Linked DNA regions of Hordeum vulgare: region 2 is linked to region 1. A link is a contact called in public Hi-C data. All regions are on one chromosome and are shown on one strand. Each heading gives the region's core, a stretch centred on a gene start, on an enhancer-like site or on the middle of the called end of the contact. The rest is flanking DNA. Distances are from core to core; before and after follow the strand shown. Region 1 holds the start of LOC123443525 (glucosidase 2 subunit beta). Region 2 has its middle 130 kb from the start of LOC123443525.

Region 1 (5,973 bases), core at 908-3,407:
ACAATCAACCGGAAAGCTGGTGACCAAGAAACTAGGAGTCTGATCGAGCCAACACTTTGTTACATTCAGTGTGCCAGCATACTTAGCACATAGATGCGCCAGAACATTAGCTGCTCGGTTTACATGAACAATATTAAATAACTGAAAATTTCTAGCTAGCTCTCCAATTTCTAACAAAATAGGAGGCACAACCGAACGAGAATTGTGGCGAGTGTTCCAGAGATGGACCATCTCCAGGCAATCAACTTCCATGATCACGTAGGAGAAACCACGGATATTAGCAAAACGCGCACCCTCCCGCATCGACATTGCTTCAGCTATAAGTGGATCCGTGATACTCATATGTGGTTTGCACCAAGCTCCAAGGAAACGAGTGGAGGACCTAGCCACCCCACCAGCACCACCGCAAATTCCTTCAGGGTTTAAAGCACCATCAGTGTTGATTTTGATCACTCCCAATTCTGGTGGCTTCCACCCATAGCCCGGCAGCACCGTTGCCATGGACCTAGGCAATTCCAGAATTGCTAATGCTTGTTTTGTCCGTTTCATACATAAGACATGAACTACACCTCCATCTTCATGCTTAATTCGGTTTCTAGAGTGCTGGATTGACCACATGATAGTAATGATAATGGCCCGATCCTTGTCTCTAAACCGGTAATCACACAAGATGTCCCGTGCCCAAGAATCTGGATGTAGTCTGGGTAGACGTATCTCAAACATAGCAAATGCTTCGTCCCAAAAATGCCTTGCATGGGAACAATAAGTGCATGTTGTAAATCTTCATCCATGGTCAAGCAAAATTTGCAACGGCCAATTTCTGCAATGCGCCTTGTTTTTAAGGTAGCTTCATCGGGAAGAATTCTGCGGAGAACACGCCACCAAAAAACACGAACTTTTGGTATGACATTTAACTTCCACAAGGTCTTCCGCAACTGTTGATCAACCGTTGAAGCTCCAGTAGCCGTCCCTTCCTCTAGAGCAAGTCGCTCTACCTGAGTCACGAGAGCACGGTATGCCGTCTTAAACAGTGTAGTTACCTGTTCTGTCAAAAGCCCACTCATAAAAATCATCACCTCCTCCGAATCGGAGTGGTATGTTAAGAATTGCCTCCGCATCCGGAGCAATGAAGTTGTCCCGAACCTCCTGTTGGCGCCACGTCGAGTTATCAGAGTCAATAAGATGAGAGACAACTTCCACCCACACATTAGCCGGGCTCATTACATGCCTCATTGAGATAGTTCTGGGGATCCACTTTTCAGTCCAAACTGGGATGGAGCTGCCGTCACCAACTCTCTTAATCAGTCCCAAACGCAAAGCCTCTCTGTCCGCAATGATCGCTCGCCAAGTGGCCGAAGCAGATTTAGGGGCTGATGCTTGCATAAAGTCAGTATCTGGGAAGTTACGTCAGGCTTCATCATCAGGCGCCATCCTTGTTTTCCAAGTAGTGCTTGGTTAAACTTAGAGCATCTCCACCCGCCCCCAAGTCGCCCTGCAAAAGCACTTCTTCAGCGCCGACGGACGAAAAAAGTCCCACTCGTGCCCACAACGCCTCACTTTTCGTCGGATTTGACCAAAATTAGAGCCGACGCTCCCAGGCCAAACCCAGCCCATCGGGGGGCAATCGAAAGCGCCGACGCTACCTTTTGCATGCAAATGGCCCATCATTAGTCGCCCATCCCCTCTCTCTCCTTTTTTTCTCTCTCCTCCGCACATGGCATAGGAACCACGCACAGGAAACATGGCCGGCGTGGAGTGGCCCGTCAGGTGGCTGGGAGTCCAATGACTAAAAAAAAGTTTACCCCTAAAATAAAAGTTACGCCAGTGGAACCTTAATCGATGTAAAAAAGGCCTTCCAGGGAGCTCAACGGGTGAAGATGCTCTTATGCATATCTCGTGAACCCATCCCACCTTGACACTTGGGAGTTGGGAGTGGACATATTTTTCCAAGAAAACCAATGCATATACCTTTCTTATCAAGATAACTATTCCAGAAATACTTAGCCATTGGTGAAGTAATACTCTTGCAAACTTGTTGACGATCTACAGCTCGCGGAGCTCTGTAAAAAATCAGTGAAACCAAAAAGACCTGGTTAGGAATACAAGTGTGCAAGGGTACGGATACATATAGAGTACACACTCGAGTCGAATCGAGTCTCGTTCCGTTTTTCCCTGCGGGGCGGAGGTTCTTTGCCTGGTGACACCCAAACCTGAAGCGAACCCACGCTGTTAGCCGACCCGTCCACTGCTGCTCCGGCCAGCCATGAGGGTCCTCGCGCTCCTCCTCTTACTATGGATCTCCGCCGCTGCCGCTGCATCCGCGCCGCCGCTCGAGACCCTCGGCATCCCTCCGCAAGGTTCCCCCCGGATCTGACCGCGCTTTGCTTTCTTTTGCGCCTTCTCTGCCGTCTCCAGGTAGATGCGGTTCTTAATTTAGCGTTGCTGGGCGCAGATGAGGCGTACTACAGGGGCGGCGTGATCAAGTGCAAGGACGGGTCGGGCAAGTTCACCAGGGATCAGCTCAACGACGACTTCTGCGACTGTCCCGACGGCACCGACGAGCCAGGTACCGCCTCTTTCTTCTTCTTTGCTTAAAATACATGTTCTTTTTCTTCCGCGTCTGGTGTGATTTCTCCGAGATTGCTGTAGAGCCAGGCTCCCTTACTTTCATGGCCTGTGCGCGTTAGTTTTAAACTCTGGGAGTCTTGGGAACCCATGCGTGCCGGAGATGTGTGAAAATTTGGATATTTTCTCTGTTAGGCTCATGTATTTGTGCCAATGCTGTAGTTTATTGCAGGAGATCAGTTCATTGAATCATGTTCCCTTTTTCCTTCGCAGGGACATCTGCCTGCCCGGAGGCGAAATTCTACTGCAAGAATGCCGGACATTCTCCAATCACCATCTTCTCGTCGCGAGTGAATGATGGTATATGCGGTAAGAGGCTAATAGCAGTTGCTTTTTCTTTGTTCCATTGATTTACTTGTTTTTTGTTAGAACTAAAGATTCATGTACAACAAAGACTTGAGCCCGAGAAAATGGCTGGAGCTCCTGTTCCATCAATCCTTTTATAACTAGCTATTTTTGTTCCTCATTGCTTGCTAGATTGTTGTGATGGGAGTGATGAATACGGTAGCAATGGCACTTGTAAGAATACATGCTGGGAAGCTGGGAAGGCGGCGAGGGAGAAGTTAAAGAAGAAGGTAGCTACATATAAAAGTGGTGTCGTTATTCGGAATCAGGAAGTTGAAAAGGCAAAATTGGCAATTGCTAAAGATGAAGCAGAGTTAACAAAACTGAAGGGTGAAGAGAAGATACTCCAGGGGCTTGTCGACAAGCTCAAAGGTGTGCCCTCATAGCTAACTCGTCGTTTTGCAAAGAGTTATGTGTAGCTTTTATGTGTCCAATACTGTCCATGCTGTGCAGAGCAAAAGAGATTAATAGAAAAGGCGGAGGAAGAGGAGCGCCTAATAAAAGAGAAGGAAGAAAAGAGAATTAAAGAAGAAGCTGAAAAGCAAGCTGCTGAGGAAAAGAAAGCATCTGATGCCTCTCAGGAAACAGATTCTCAGGACACTGATGAGAAGTCACAAGAAGGTGAAAGCAAGGTTGGCGTTTCTTCCTATATATTGGTTGACCCCTCGTCCACCTATTCCATGTTGGTTACTATCACGTAAGTTCATTGTTCCAAATATTGGCCAGTTAATTGGCATCTTGGTCAGTTAATCGCTACCCGGTGGGTCACCAAATAGCTGAAACTGAAAATCTACTTATTTATCCCTACTCAGCACCCGGCTGATATGGACATATGGTACTAGTTACCGATATCCTGAACATTGCCTCACTTTGAAGAACTATAACTCGTCATCCTCGTCCATAATATCATAAGTCGACTTACCTTGATAGGAGTACAGTTTGTACTTGAACAATTCACAGAAGTAATGAAATAATCATGAATTTAGTCTCTTGTATTTTTTATATTTTTAAAATCATTTAAACTGTCCATTTACAAAATAAAGCCTTGAATGGTTGGTTTAGTACTTCAATTTTAGGGTTTTGCGCTAGATAAACTGAATTATTAACATCGAAAAAATGGATTGCTAACTCCCCTTCTTGTGGTTGCAATTTTCATAAGCATGCACACATCAAGAAACAGATACAGCCCGTGTTCCCTGGAGGCTGTATGTTCCAAGTAAATCTATCAAGAAGTATTTTGTTCAATTCAAGTCAAGGTAGGGTAAGGCGAGGTACCACCACCTAACTGCCTGAGGCGATATCGTATGACCCCCCTCCCCCCGCCCCTGGATGGCAGCAGGTTTTATAATATTAAGTAATGCAGCCTCCCTGACCTTCCCCTTCGTTGAATGATGAATCATTGTCAACCTCCCTGACAGATCCAGTGGACTGGCCTCCTTCCCATGGTTTCTTCTTTATCTTCAGTAGCCCTTCTCTTTCACTCTCTCAACGTCTGCTCATCAAGGCCCCAATCTAGCCAGGAAGAACGGAAGGGAGGAATAAGAGACATACCCCAAAAAACAGAGATGAAGCAATAAGAGCCAGCAAAATGCCAAAAACAGAGGGACGAGGAAAATCCGAACACTGAGCTTTCCTGCTGTGGATGGTAATGGAGGGAGAAGTTGCACCCGCGCCAGAGCCAATGGGGATGGTCCCCGTCCCATCCCCTTCTCTTCTCTGATTTGGTGACTCAACCAACCTATTGGTCCCTTATTTTCTCATGCCATGTTCCCTACCCGCCAAACAATTTATGCTGCTCGCCCTGCCTCGTGGCGATTCCTGATTGCGCCATGGAGACGCCATGGCTTCAAGGTGAAAAGCATTGCGACGAAGTTTGGATGATCTGTTGCTATGAGCCTATGACAATTCAGAACCCTTTGATGCTTTGTCAACTGCTTTGCTTACGTAAAACCTAATGGACAAAGGGCGTACCCAGTGCTGAAAGCTCCCACACAAGGTGGGGTCTGGGAAAGGGAATTTCTAGACAGCCTCACCCTTGCAAAATAATTGTGCAAGGAGGGTGGTTCGAACCCAGGACCTCCAGCAGAGACTACCACGGTTAACAATAAGTGACAGCTTCATAATAATTGCCACGGTTAACTAAGAAAGCCCATATGACTAACACAGAAATGGCAACCATTGGCAAATTAGTGAAGTCCTCACTCCTCACGTATGAGATATAACCATATAGGTCCTCATTGCACATCTTGTTAGTTCACCTCTATAAAAATATATTTATGTTATTTTGTTACTTACTGTTTAACATAGGTAGCTGAACATCATGATGGAGATGTCACGGACCATGACCATCACTCACCGGAAGGCCAGACATCTGTTGAAGAGGTATAGTTAACCTTTGGTACGAGGAAATCGATATGCTAGTTCGTTTCAGTATCAAACTTGAGTGTATATATATGCTGTTTTTCCATGTCAGCCTGACATTAAAGCTGGAACTGGAGATGATGCACCACCGGTGGAGACATCTGCAGTACCTACAGATGAGCAGGTGGTGTAGTAACTGCTTTGCAGCTGATTCATGTCACTGAACTTGTTTAATATTTGCTATTGTGATGTGTTTGTCTAGATTTCTATGTCCTGTGACTAATAAGCTTTGTCCAAAACAGCACTTGCTTGTCTTTTCACATTGTTGTCCATATCTCCCATTATATTCGGTTAAGGATGATTGAATTTTTGTGTGGACGCTATTATTTATTACTTATACAATTATGATACCCAAAACATATTTGTACAATTTTTGTTGATCTTTTGGGAATGCATTTCCCATTCCAAGTTATGAAGCATTATTGTATGTTCTGCAGGACCCTACTTCTGCCGACTCTGAAGGTTTGTCAAAGGAGGAATTGGGTCGTCTGGTGGCTTCTCGCTGGACTGGAGAAAATGTAGATGATGTTGGTAAAAGCGATAAAAAGGGCCATGAGGATGAGATGGATATACCAGAACCTG
Region 2 (5,973 bases), core at 1,948-4,447, 130 kb before region 1:
AGCTCATCCAGAACCCCTCGCGAACCTACCGAGACGGTAGAACCTGTTCTAGACATTGAGTATCCGAGCTTAGACTCATGGGCGAGACCAAACCAAGACCCTTTCACAATAAGCCTTCAAAGACCACTGCAACACCCTCGAGGATGAATACCACCTGCGACCATAGATTGCCTGCCTTAAGGGAGTCAAGGACTTCCCGTCAGCAGGGAGCTACACGAAGACCTTGACCCTTATGTTCTAACACGAGACATCTAGATCTCACTAACCGGCATTAGCAGCCCTAGGACCAGAACTCAGACACATTATCTTGCCACGTATTCCGACCTTGGGATACACATGCAAGTCACACACTTGCGAGAACTTAGTGCACCAAGCCCATTGCCCTCGGTCAAGCCTAACTTACTACCAGAACCCCGCTCACCTTCAGGCATGGACGTGTGGAGCATTCGAAGCTGTATCATCAAGCACTTCAAGACCCACAGGACCAACGCGTGGCAATGAAGCCACCTCTGACTCAAGATTTTGTATCTCTCCAACACCTAGCCTAGAAATCTCGGGGACAAGATTTTCTTAAGGGGGTAAGGTATGTAACACCCTGTGTTTAACTCTCCTGACTGATTTGACTTTTCTCAAAAATTAGGACCAATTAATTTTTTTGTGATTGCTTGTGATGCTTGATGTGATGGTTGCTTGCTTGCCTATTGTTTGTGTTTGAATCCAATGCACCTACTACTCTCCAAATTCATCTCCTTGACCCAAAACCTTGCCTAATGATCATGCCATGTGTGTAGGACTAAAAACTATTTTTACCAAATATTGTTTTCACCAAAAAGCATTTCTTTGATTTAAGCTTTCAAAACCCCTGAGTTGGGATTTGTACTACAAGTCCTCAAATTCGGGAAGTTATTTTTCACCAAATGTTTTATTTAAAACTCATCATCAAAATTACTCCCCAAAACCACAATAGTATTATTTTAAAAGTTATTATACTATTTTATTTAAATACCTTTCTCTGAGGCCAGAAATGGTCCCTTGTGAAATAAAGTTATTTTTATTGCTTTCAAAATACTTGAGAAATTTATGGAAACTCACTGGACATATATATTCCATATATATGAGTTTCAACACATGGTCATGTTCAAAATATTGGTTAAAACCCTTCAAAACACTTCCTGCCTATTTCAAGCTTTTGGAATATTTATATAATAAATATTCTCCATAAATTCCTGCAAAATTCTAGCATATCACATATGATATATGTGATGAGCTTGTCAAGTTTCATCTCAATCCAGGTTGATTTGATTCCCCTTATTATACTAAAACCCTATCTGTCGAGATCCCAATTTGAGCAACTCTACATTGCCAAGTATCTCCAATTGTGCTCAAATTTGGTGTACATGTTCTAATACTCCAATAATGCATCCACACCAAGTGGTGCATCAAGGAGAATAGAAGAACTTGTCCCAAGCCCATCAAACCCCTCTATGTTGATTTCTGACTTTGGGCAACTTTACATTATAAACATTATGCAATTGATCGCAAACTTTTTGGGCATGCTTTAATGCTCAAATAATTCCCCCACACAAAATATTGGATTTGTGGGAATTGATTTGAATAGTTTTGTAAGCAGAAGTCCATTTTTGCCCATTTTAAGGTTTTCCAAGTCTACATTGGAAACCTTCTCCACCAAATCCCAAATTTGATTTCCAAGCCTATTTTCATCTATTAGGTGATCATGTTAAGTTTCATATCAATTGAAGTCCATCTGGTAGCCCTAGCATTCATCAAACACCTTGTGTGCACTCACCAAAGTGGCTACTTTGGGCCCTTCCACTTAACTCCTTCAGCTTAGATTTTTACCACAACCTTCCCTAGTTACCTTTTACATCTAGTAACCTTTCCATGGACACTGGTCAATTATTGGAGGGTGACCCCATGTTGCTACCCTTCATTTTTACATTGGCAGCGCCGTTTTTACCCGTCTTGCCCCACCGATGCTTAAGGTAATGCCCCCACCTCTTTCCAGAGGGTCCCTAGCATCCCAAGGCATTCTTTCAAACCAAGATATGGCTTGCTCATGTAGGAAAATGAGCAGCACATCTACAAGTTGATTTCTGGCTGAAATGTAGCTTTGTACAGCAAGTACTAGCGACCCACCTCTACCTGAGCTCAAACTTGGCATTATTGTAGTCCTTCCATGAATAAGACTTGTAGACAAGGTTTCACCTCAATACCCTTTGTGTGCAAACCACTTTGCTAGCTCATAGTTTCCTGTTGCATACTCAATCACAGAAACAACCCCACCTGCCCTGCTCCATATGCAACCAAACTCCTGAGTCACCTTCCTGCATGCATGCCATGCATGTAGGACGTCCTTGACTCGTCAAAAAGCTACTATAGGCATGAGTAGCCATGGTGACCACCTTCCTCGCATGCAAAAATGGTGCTCTGCACCTTGTTCTCTTGCTGCGGCTCGTGTTTGGCTGTGGCAGCATGTCACAGAGCACCAGGGCATCTCCCTTGACCAGTCCAAACCCTTACCGACGCCCAGAAGCCGCCAAGTTTCCCCTGGCATGCGTGCTCTCGCCGTGCACTTAGCACCCGAGGCGCTCCCGAGCTTCACTCGGCTGCTCCCTCCGTTTTAGCCTCTCCCCCGAGCCCCCTGCTGCCTTGCCTCGTTTTCCCTTCCTCCCTTGAGCCTCCCAAACCTCTCGAGCTCTCCTCCCTGTGCCCTGCAAGCCCCCAAGGCCGCAAGGGCTCCATTTTGGCCGACCTCCAATCCAGGCTCCTCCGAGCCCTTTTCCCTCTTGAGAAGCCCGAGAGCACTCCCTCCTCCCTCAGAGCTTCCCCATGCCCTTCTTCTTCCCTCTAAGTGGCCGGAAGCACAACCTCCACTGCCATTGACACCGGATCCCACTGCGGCTGCTGCCGCTCCACCGGTGCTCCTCCGCAGGAATGGGGTCATTTGGGAGGTGCGGAGTGGCTCCCCGGGTCGGCCGGTGGCTGGGCAGCCGTCGGGGGTGGCCGGAGCCACCAGGGAAAGCGCCAGAATGGCCCTGCCCCGCCTCCCAGTCGCTCCCCAGCCCGAACGAGGGGAGGAAGACGAATATGACGGGCGGGCCCCTCCTGTAGGCAGCATGGTGGCCGGGCCCAGCCGTTTTATGTGGAGGCAGGTACCGTGCTGGTTGTCTTCTCATGCGGAAGGCGTAAAACGCCCAAGAGGCCTCCTGAGTGGCCCCTCTTGCCACCCGGCCAAGCAACCGGGCCGGCCCATTGGCGATCCGGCGCCCAGAGCGCAGGGTAAACCCCTCCCCCCTCCATTTTCCAGCTTTTTCTTTTATTAGAAACTTCAAAAATCTACAGAAAAATCATTTGAAGTCCAAATCTAATGATGAAAATCTCTGCAGGTTCCTAAATTCAAGATCTATCTAAATATGTGCATGGCACATTTTTCCAGAGCAACATTCTATGGTGTTAATATTCAAACACCAATCTGAATATTTTAAAATCCAGCTTTCACATATCCTAGAGGATTCAAATAAACTACAAATGAAGTGATTCCAAATTCCAGAGTCTTCTAATATCATACCCTATTTTTGAAGCCTTAGTCAACATTTTTAACTGGCATGATTGTGTTGCATTAAATAAATAGCTTAATTTTGCTATTTATCCAATGTTAGAAAATCCCTAAAATATTCATATCAACTCCAAATCCAGTGAAACAACTTCCTAAATGTTTCTAAAATTTTCTCTGTTAAATGAGTGCCTCCACTCATTTTTATCAGAATGCTTTCTATAGGCTTATTTAAGGATCACCTATTCCTCCCTTCATCCATTCAAAATTCCCTGATGGTCCAAACCTCCTATAGAAAACTTCAAGTATTTTTCTTATGACCAGAGAGGTCCAAGAAAATAAAAATCCTATTTATTTAGCACTTTCCTTTCTGCTTGTTGTGTGGCTTACTGTGTTTGTTTCAGACGATAGTGACGGAATAGACGGTGTACTCGGAGTTGGACCGGAACACGTCGAAGACCCCGACGACTTATGTGAGCAAAGGCAAGCAGCCCTTTGACCATGTTTGAGCAAAATATATTTATTGCATGCTAAGTAGAGCAATTATTCATGTTGCATATGAGCATGAGTATTCGGTAAACCACCCATATGGTGTTACCGATGGCTCCTCTAGGGCACTTGCATTGAGCATGACCTTACCATCTATGAGGGTCACGCTGATAATATGTTGACAAGTAGACAGTAGTGCTACGCATAGAAAGATCATGTGCATGATGATGGTAACACGGAGTTGATATCAAAGGTTTTATGAAATCCCCGTCGAGTGCCACTAATGCCCGAGGGTGATGATGAGTTAGGTGGCCACTTGTGAAGAAGTGGTGCATCGGGTAAAGTTTTGTGTGAGTGGTTTCGGAAATTGGATTAGATTCATGATGTCTTGACCGTCCCAACCTCGCATGACCGACCACGTTACCCCTTTATGGGACGGGGCTTTGTTGACTACTTAGGTCGGTGCTAGCAAAGAGGCCACATTACTGGTGGCGGGAGTGATATGTGGTCACTCTCGTGACGGGTTCGTATCAGGTAGGTCAAATATGTCATTTTTACACGTTCCGGGCACACGGTTGGTCCCCGCATGGACGATACTGTCCAGAGTTGGTGCTCGTAAGAGGTACATCATGGGGGCTGGGTACCAATCGAGTGGAACGATTTGTCTAGTGTCGTTCGGGGAAAGGCAATGATCGGGTACTTACCTCGGGTATGTTATGTACCGCGAGTCATGGATGACACGGAAATTTCCCAAATCTCGTGGGTATGGCGTACAACTTTTGCAGAGTGTAAAACTATTCGAATAGTCGTATCCATGGTCAAGGACAGTTGGGTGGTGCTGCTTAAACTACGTCCAGTCATTTTCGCATAAACCAAGTGTGCGTGTGTGTGTGGTCGTATTGTGATATGAAAGAGTTGATATGGTCAAGTTTGGTGACTTGGCATATCGGGTGAACCCAAAGTGTTCAACCCTTAGCAGATATGTTGGTATTTGTTACTTGTTCTTCTGAATACCATCTAGCCTATGATGCATGTCCATTCAAGCAATTGATCATGTTTATTTACAGTCAAAACCGGTTTACCGCAAAGGCTACATATTACTTATTATCGTATCAACTACATTATCCACATCATGGGCTACATTCAAAGTACTCATTGGCTTGCCACTAGTTATTTCATTGACAAGGTATGAGAGAACATGAAATGGTGAAGAGCACCTTGGTGGCATTCCTGCAAGCTACGATGCTTCCAAGTCAGAACGCCTGTAGGTTAAGGCTGATGGCATGGGTTCACGCTTTCGACCAATATTTCTGCTATTGGTCAAGTTTAATGTGTTGGCCCTCAAGGCCCTATATATGTAAGACTTGACCGCAAAGGTCATTTATTGTATCAAACAATATGTATGGATGTAAGACTCTTGGTATTCAGTTTTTGTGTGTTCGGTGAGCATTGATCTCTGGGATCACTTAGCATGTTCATTCCGCGATCTCGACTCGTAAGTCGGGGTCCCCACAATTCGCCTTGGTGCGTCTTCGCTGCAGGGAGGCGGAGTCCGATGCGGGGCGCCTCCACTTAAATCGACGGGGCGGTCTTGGCTCCCTGACGCGTGGGACCCGGCCATCAGTTCGTCTCCTACCTCCAGCTCGAGCCAGGCGTGACAGGGGCGTCGGGGCTGAGCGCTCGCTAGTGCCTCCCCTCTTGCAGTGCTCCGGCCACCGGAGGACTCGGGGGCTCGAGCCGGACCCGCCTGGGCGCGCCACCCCTGCCGGAGGGAACCGGACTAAGCGTGTCATTAGCCGCAGCAGATCCGGCGATGGGAGCCGTGGTGCCCAACCTTTTGGCCACCCGAGGGGAAGAGGGAGAGTGGGGAGGCCGCAGGGGCATCTAGGGCAACTCACCACGGTCGGAGG

Evidence for each region. A called contact is a pair of places that touch in the nucleus more often than the background predicts.
Region 2: a Hi-C map of seedling shows a contact between it and region 1, with 4 times the contacts expected there. The contact joins the enhancer-like site here to the promoter of LOC123443525 in region 1. A contact is called at or near these places in 2 of 6 Hi-C or Micro-C datasets (leaf and seedling).

Annotation. Positions count from the first base shown.
Region 1 is chr3H:206,478,734-206,484,706 of MorexV3_pseudomolecules_assembly, reverse strand. It overlaps LOC123443525 (glucosidase 2 subunit beta), which reads left to right and starts at 2,157. Exons shown (of 16, transcript XM_045119916.1): 1 at 2,157-2,357; 2 at 2,453-2,566; 3 at 2,839-2,934; 4 at 3,103-3,342; 5 at 3,424-3,602; 6 at 5,278-5,352; 7 at 5,444-5,515; 8 at 5,829-5,973. The coding sequence starts at 2,264.
Region 2 is chr3H:206,607,630-206,613,602 of MorexV3_pseudomolecules_assembly, reverse strand. No RefSeq gene overlaps it. Among protein-coding and RNA genes, the nearest start is that of LOC123443525, 130 kb to the right of the region's middle. Within about 2 kb of position 3,197, at least 3 of the 3 cell types and tissues checked have open chromatin away from gene starts, as enhancers often do. A contact at or near this core is called in leaf and seedling, where this site is marked.